2 separate regions of the Mus musculus genome follow, and region 1 is linked to region 2. Evidence: chromatin contacts called from public promoter capture Hi-C data. All regions are on one chromosome and are shown on one strand. The core of a region is the stretch at or near the end of the contact, and the rest is flanking DNA. Distances in the headings are between cores, read along the strand shown.

Evidence for each region. Promoter capture Hi-C pulls out the DNA fragments that hold promoters and counts their contacts.
Region 1: a promoter capture Hi-C map of liver shows a contact between it and region 2, with 4 times the contacts expected there. The contact joins the promoter of Mapk8ip1 here to the promoter of Pacsin3 in region 2. A contact is called at or near these places in 2 of 39 promoter capture datasets (embryonic stem cells and liver) and 2 of 9 other capture datasets (adipose tissue and liver).

Annotation. Positions count from the first base shown.
Region 1 is chr2:92,399,891-92,402,740 of GRCm38.p6, reverse strand. Mapk8ip1 (mitogen-activated protein kinase 8 interacting protein 1) reads left to right here and starts at 1,478. Exons shown (of 12, transcript NM_011162.5): 1 at 1,478-1,712. The coding sequence starts at 1,615.
Region 2 is chr2:91,255,404-91,258,141 of GRCm38.p6, reverse strand. Pacsin3 (protein kinase C and casein kinase substrate in neurons 3) reads right to left here and starts at 1,329. Exons shown (of 11, transcript NM_001289678.1): 1 at 1,216-1,329.

The DNA of each region.
Region 1 (2,850 bases), core at 229-2,728, 1.1 Mb before region 2:
AGTGTTCTCAGGGCTGAAGCAGGGAGATTGAGTACTACAAGGTAGGTGCCTACGCTTCTTGCTGGAAAGGGGAAGGAGGCAATCAAGTTTGCACAGACTGTAGAACATTGGTCTGTCCTGCTCCATTTATGTGAAGGGCAGGGTCTGTGGCCAGAGGTGACCTGGCAGGGAGGCTCTCTGAGCCACCAAAAACGGGGACTCGAGTCTTGGTAAACGGTGTTGTGTGAGAAAACCCAATAGAGAACCAGGAAGAAAGCACAGCTAGACCCAGAGTGGGTGCAAGGAACAGAAGCAACCACAAAGCTCTCAAGAATCCGGCCCTGGGGATGAGGAAGGTCCTAGGCCTTAGGGTAGGAGAAGCCAGTTCAGGACTGTGTGAGTGCAAAAGGGGTGCTAGATAGAAAACGCAGTGGGAAGACAGGTGCTGAGAACTGGGCACAGGAGTTCACACTAATCCCCCAGTTTAGCAGGAGACTCAAGAAGATTGTCATCAGTTCTTAGTCAGCTGAGGCTACATGGTAACTTCCAGGACAAACTGGAAATGAAAGAAAAACAAGTGATGGGGTAGTCCTGGCATACAGAGGCTTCACAGGGCTAAGAAACCAAAAGCATCACTCAGGTTATCAGGGGTGGTCAGGGCTCAAGGGGGTCTTTGCTGAAGGAGGCAGAGGCAGGAGGATCACGAGTTGGAGGCCAGCTTGGGCTACACATTTTTAGGCCGGGCATGGTGGCGCACGCCTTTAATCCCAGCACTTGGGAGGCAGAGGCAGGCGGATTTCTGAGTTCGAGGCCAGCCTGGTCTACAGAGTGAGTTCCAGGGCTATACAGAGAAACCCTGTCTCAAAAATCAAAACAAAACTAAAGGGTGGGTCTTGATAGAGGTGGCCTTCAGAGATTTCTGCGGGAGGTGATCCCAGTGCACAGGTGGGTGTTCCCAGCTCCCAGGGACAAGTATTTCTATCGTTTTTCTTCCTCCCCATGCTCATGGAGGGCTCATATTCCATTTCACACATGGGAAAGACAAGCCTTGGAACTATGAGGTCACTAATGCAATTCTCCACTGCCTGTTCACTTGTGGAACCAAGCTGTGGTCTTAGGTCACCTGGCCCCATAGCTGACTGCTCTTGGACCCCACTCCACCACCATCTCTCCTTTCTCAGCCATCTTCTGTAACCCTTTTCCTACCCCAGTTGCTGTGGAAGGCCAAAGACGGACTTGGGGAGCAGGATCTTGCCATCCGCTGATGCCCTCGATCTAGGTCCAGCTCTGAGGAGAGCAAAGCTTTGCCAGTGCTTGGAATGTCCCTGGGATGTGTAGGGAGGCCGAGGGGACCCAGGGCCACGGGATCGAAGCGTCAGCACTTCGGAGAGCGCCGGGGCGGGGCGGGGCGGGGGCGGGGCCACAAGACCCCAGCCGGCCCGGGGGCGCGCGCGGGGCGCTCTCGCGGGGGCCGCAGGCGAAGCGGCGCGCTGTCCGGAGCCGCGCCCGCCCCAGCTCAGTCCGAACCCCGCGGCGGCGGCGGCCTCCTCCACGCGCCTCCGCTGCTGCCGCCGCCGCCGCCGCCGCCGCCTCCCGCGCCGCTCTCCGCCCGGATGGCCAGGGCTGCACCCCGGAATGGCGGAGCGAGAGAGCGGCCTGGGCGGGGGCGCCGCGTCCCCACCGGCCGCTTCCCCATTCCTGGGACTGCACATCGCGTCGCCTCCCAATTTCAGGTAAGGATCGAGGCCCGGAACCTCGGGATCCTTGGAGACCCTGAGGGCGGCGTCCTTTCCCGGCCGAGCCCCCAGCCCCCACAACCTCCAGTCCAGGTTGGTGGCCACCGCGTGGCCCCCCGCAGCTCCTTCTGCCATTCCGTGTCATGGGGTGGGGTGATTGAGGTGGATCTGGGGCAGGAACCTGGGAGGTCGCCTTTCCCCTCCACCTTGGCGGGAGTGGGTCTGGGGTTTGGATGGAATTCCCGGTGCAGCAATCCGCCCAGACTTTATCCTGCCGCGTTCAAGGTATCTAACCCAAGGTGGAAGTAGGCTAAGGGGTTGGGGGCCCAGAGGCCCCAATTCAAAACCCTTGGTCCTTTAAGAAGAGTCGTGAACCCCTCTCCCAGCTAGCTTGGCCAGATGGGTCAGATTGCTAGGCGATCTTGGACAGGGTCTTCTGAATTTGGGCAGCTCCCTGGTCAGTTGTATCTCAGGACAGGTGCAGAAGGATTGGCCTCAACCAGTGAAACCCAATTTGCTTGAGGGAGGGGAATCTGCCTGTGGATATCCAGGGATACTGTTGGGGGGTCCCCACTGTGTAAAGACTCAGGACACCGAACTGAGCTCCTCTTTGACCCACCCCTCCATCTGATGTTAGACCAGGTGAATGAATTTCAGAGATGTAAGGCATGATGTGTTGAACCGGTGACTGTCCTCTCTTCACCTTTTCACACACATACACACATACACACACACACACACACACACACACACACACACACACACACACACAGAGAGAGAGAGAGAGAGAGAGAGAGAGAGTGACGAAGAAGAGAAGGGTGTCACTGCTCCAGAATGTAGAAGCTGAGACATACCTCATTGTTTCCCCATCAGGAGCAGGCGCCTTTCTCTCTCCTGGGACCCTTGCTCCAGCCAGGCCCCAGCTGGGCTCTGGCGCCAAGTTGTCATCTATTGAAGGGGTCTCTAGCTCCCAGGTCCTCAGGTGGGCAGACACACACACACACACACACACACACACACACACAGACACACACACACACACACACACACACACACACACACACACACACACACACACGATCTTAAATGGTATGATCAGGCCCTGAATCCTCCAAGGAGGCCCTAAACCCAGCTG
Region 2 (2,738 bases), core at 80-2,579:
GCCTCCTGACATTAGCAGAGACCCACATCTGAGTGAACACATCCTACCACAGCAAGAGGTCAGAGAGCAAGAACAGGTAGTTAAAATCTTTCCAGCCCAGGCTCTCCACTTAGCCTGTCAGAAGGCTTCTGGGACACTGGCAGGGTCTCTTCCCAGCCGCTAGTGCTGAACTGGGAGTTCTGGGCTTCAGGACAGAGCCCACTCTCCCCACCTGAGCTCCAAAGGTTTCTGCCTTGTTCCTTTCTTACACATAAGCCAGCCCCCACCCTTTTCCAGTAGCTGGGGACACAGGCCTGGAAGAGAGCAAAGCTATCCTGCCCAGCCCAGTCCTGTGTCCTGAGTCACAGGCTGCGCCCAAGGGCTTCCCCAGCAGCCTCTCCCAGTCAGCCTGTAGACTTGGATTTAGAGGTGCAGGAGGGTCTGGCTGCTGAACCAGAGAGGGGCGCTTAAAATCAAGAGACTGGCACAGTCTTTTGGAAGGATGGGGGAGGGGGTGGCTCAAAGAAAGGGGGAGGAGGCAGAGCCAGGGAGGGGCATAACAAAGGGGCACTTTTGGAAACCCGACCTGCCGGCTGAGGTGCCTGCTCGCTGATGACGCACTCCTAACCTCCACACCAAATCACAGAACTCAGGGGCTGCCGGTCTTTGGCCTCCACCCTTATAGACAGCGCCACCCGACAAACCACCTCCGGATCCCAGAAGGCTCGGTGTTGAACAACTCCAAGCCGGTGGAGCCAGCCACAGGATAGGCATAGCCAGGCCTAGACATGGAGGCTCTAGGACTTCTTGGACAAACTTGTTGAACTTGGTCTCGGTGGGGAGGTGGGGCCAGCTGGTTACTGCAGCGGGGAAGGGGCGCTGCCTACTAGGGTTAGCCATACAGATAGTGGCGCGAAGGGGCGGGGGGCGGGCTTTTTACAGAGGCCCCTTCTAGGACTTCAGAACGGGCGCAAGGAGAGCAGTTGGGGACCCTCTAGGCACCCTGAGAGATGATTTGCTCCTCCAGCTGGACGCCCCATTTCCCCTGGCTGGCCTGAAGAAACGCCTAATTAGCGTAGGAGATGAGATGGCCTTGCGCTCAGTGGCAGCCAATGGCCGGGGTCTCCGGCGCGGGAGTCCGTCCCATTGCCAACTTCAGGAGTCGAAGGACCAAAGAGCAAGCTAGAGCCACCATGCCGCCGCCGTGCCCCCCAGCTCCCCCTCCAAAGCACTCACCGTGTCCTCTCAGGGGCCCTCGGTGGGTTAGGGGGATCTGGCCACGCTCAGTTCGGAGTCCTACCACTCCCGGGTCCGGGCCACCGCCTCCTGGAGCGCTTCGGGCCCTCCCCCGGGAAGCCCGGCCCCCCGGGCCCGCCCTCTCCGCGGAGCCGCCGCCCCAACCCCACCGACAGCATCCCCGCAGCGGGGACTGCAGGCATCCCTGCGCCAGGTGGCTCGGGATGCGAGCCATAGGATCTGCTCCCCGGGTGCAGAGAAAGCTGGAGCCAATAGTCTAAGGAGGTGCAGCGAGGCTACCAGAGAGCTGTGAGCTTTGTCGCTCTCCGACCTTTCCAGAGACTAGGAGGCCGGTGGGAATGAGCGGGAACTTGCACACTAATCATTAGGGTGGAATTCGGGGACAAAACTGAGGGGGCATTCTTTGCTGAGAGCACCTAGAAAGTTAGAGGTTAGCTACAGGGAGACAGATTCATAACCACCCACTCCTTGTAACCTTGAATGAGGGTTAGAGATACCTTCAGCGGTTATCTGCCCAAGATCTCTAGTCCGGCCGAAGCGAGACTAGAAAAGCCATGCCTACCTAGAGCAGCTCTGCTTGCAGCTTTAGCGCGCATTCCGAGACCTGAGACAAACACGCGGTGGGAGTGGGACAAAAAAACACGAACTCCTCCCCCTCCGTGTTCACGGTTTCAGATTTTCTATCTCAACATATCTTTAAATCCCTTGGTCTCACCTCCTAGTTCAATGTAGACTTTTTCCGAATCGTCTCGATGCCACCCCACCCTAAATAGATCCCTTCTTCACTGCTCCACCCCCAGCCTCTCGGGATTTCAGAGCTTGTGGGTCTGTTATTTATATTCACTGGAGCGGTCCAAGAATGTTCTGAGGCTGACCTAATCTCCACCTGCTCGGCTTCTCCGCCCCTCCTGCTCTCTCCTGAGCCGGGTGACCCCGCAGCGGTGCCCCTGACCCGAGAGACAGGAGGGAACGCGGGCCAGCGGGGTCCCAGGCCTCTGGTGCTCAGGGGTCCTGGAGTCACAGTTCGCTCCGGGTTGGAGAGCCCAAGGGACCGCCCCTTAGGGGACCGTGCGCGCTCTGGGAAGCAACCGGCCTAGCTGCTCTCTATCCAGCACGCACATTTCCAACCCAGCCCCCTCCACGCCCTTAGAAGTGTGAGTACGTGCGCGCGCGGATTTTTTAAAAGACAACTTTAAAAATAACAAAATCGTGTTGTTTCTAAATCTGGAAGGAATCACTGACGTGTGTTCTTTGCTCAGTAGAGTCCACTCACAAAATGGGAAGAGGGGCGGCTGAGGATAACAACGGTAACTTAGGAGTGACACCAGCTGCTGGGGGCTGACTTAGGAGCGTGAAATGGTCTCCTTTAGTTGCCTGTGTTGTCTCAAAGACGAGCATCACCCGTGGCCTGAGGACTCTGGCCGCGCGCGTTGTAGCAAATCTCAAATAGGAGATTTGAAACCTGAGGATGTGGTTTCTGAAACCAATTTCAACTCCCACTC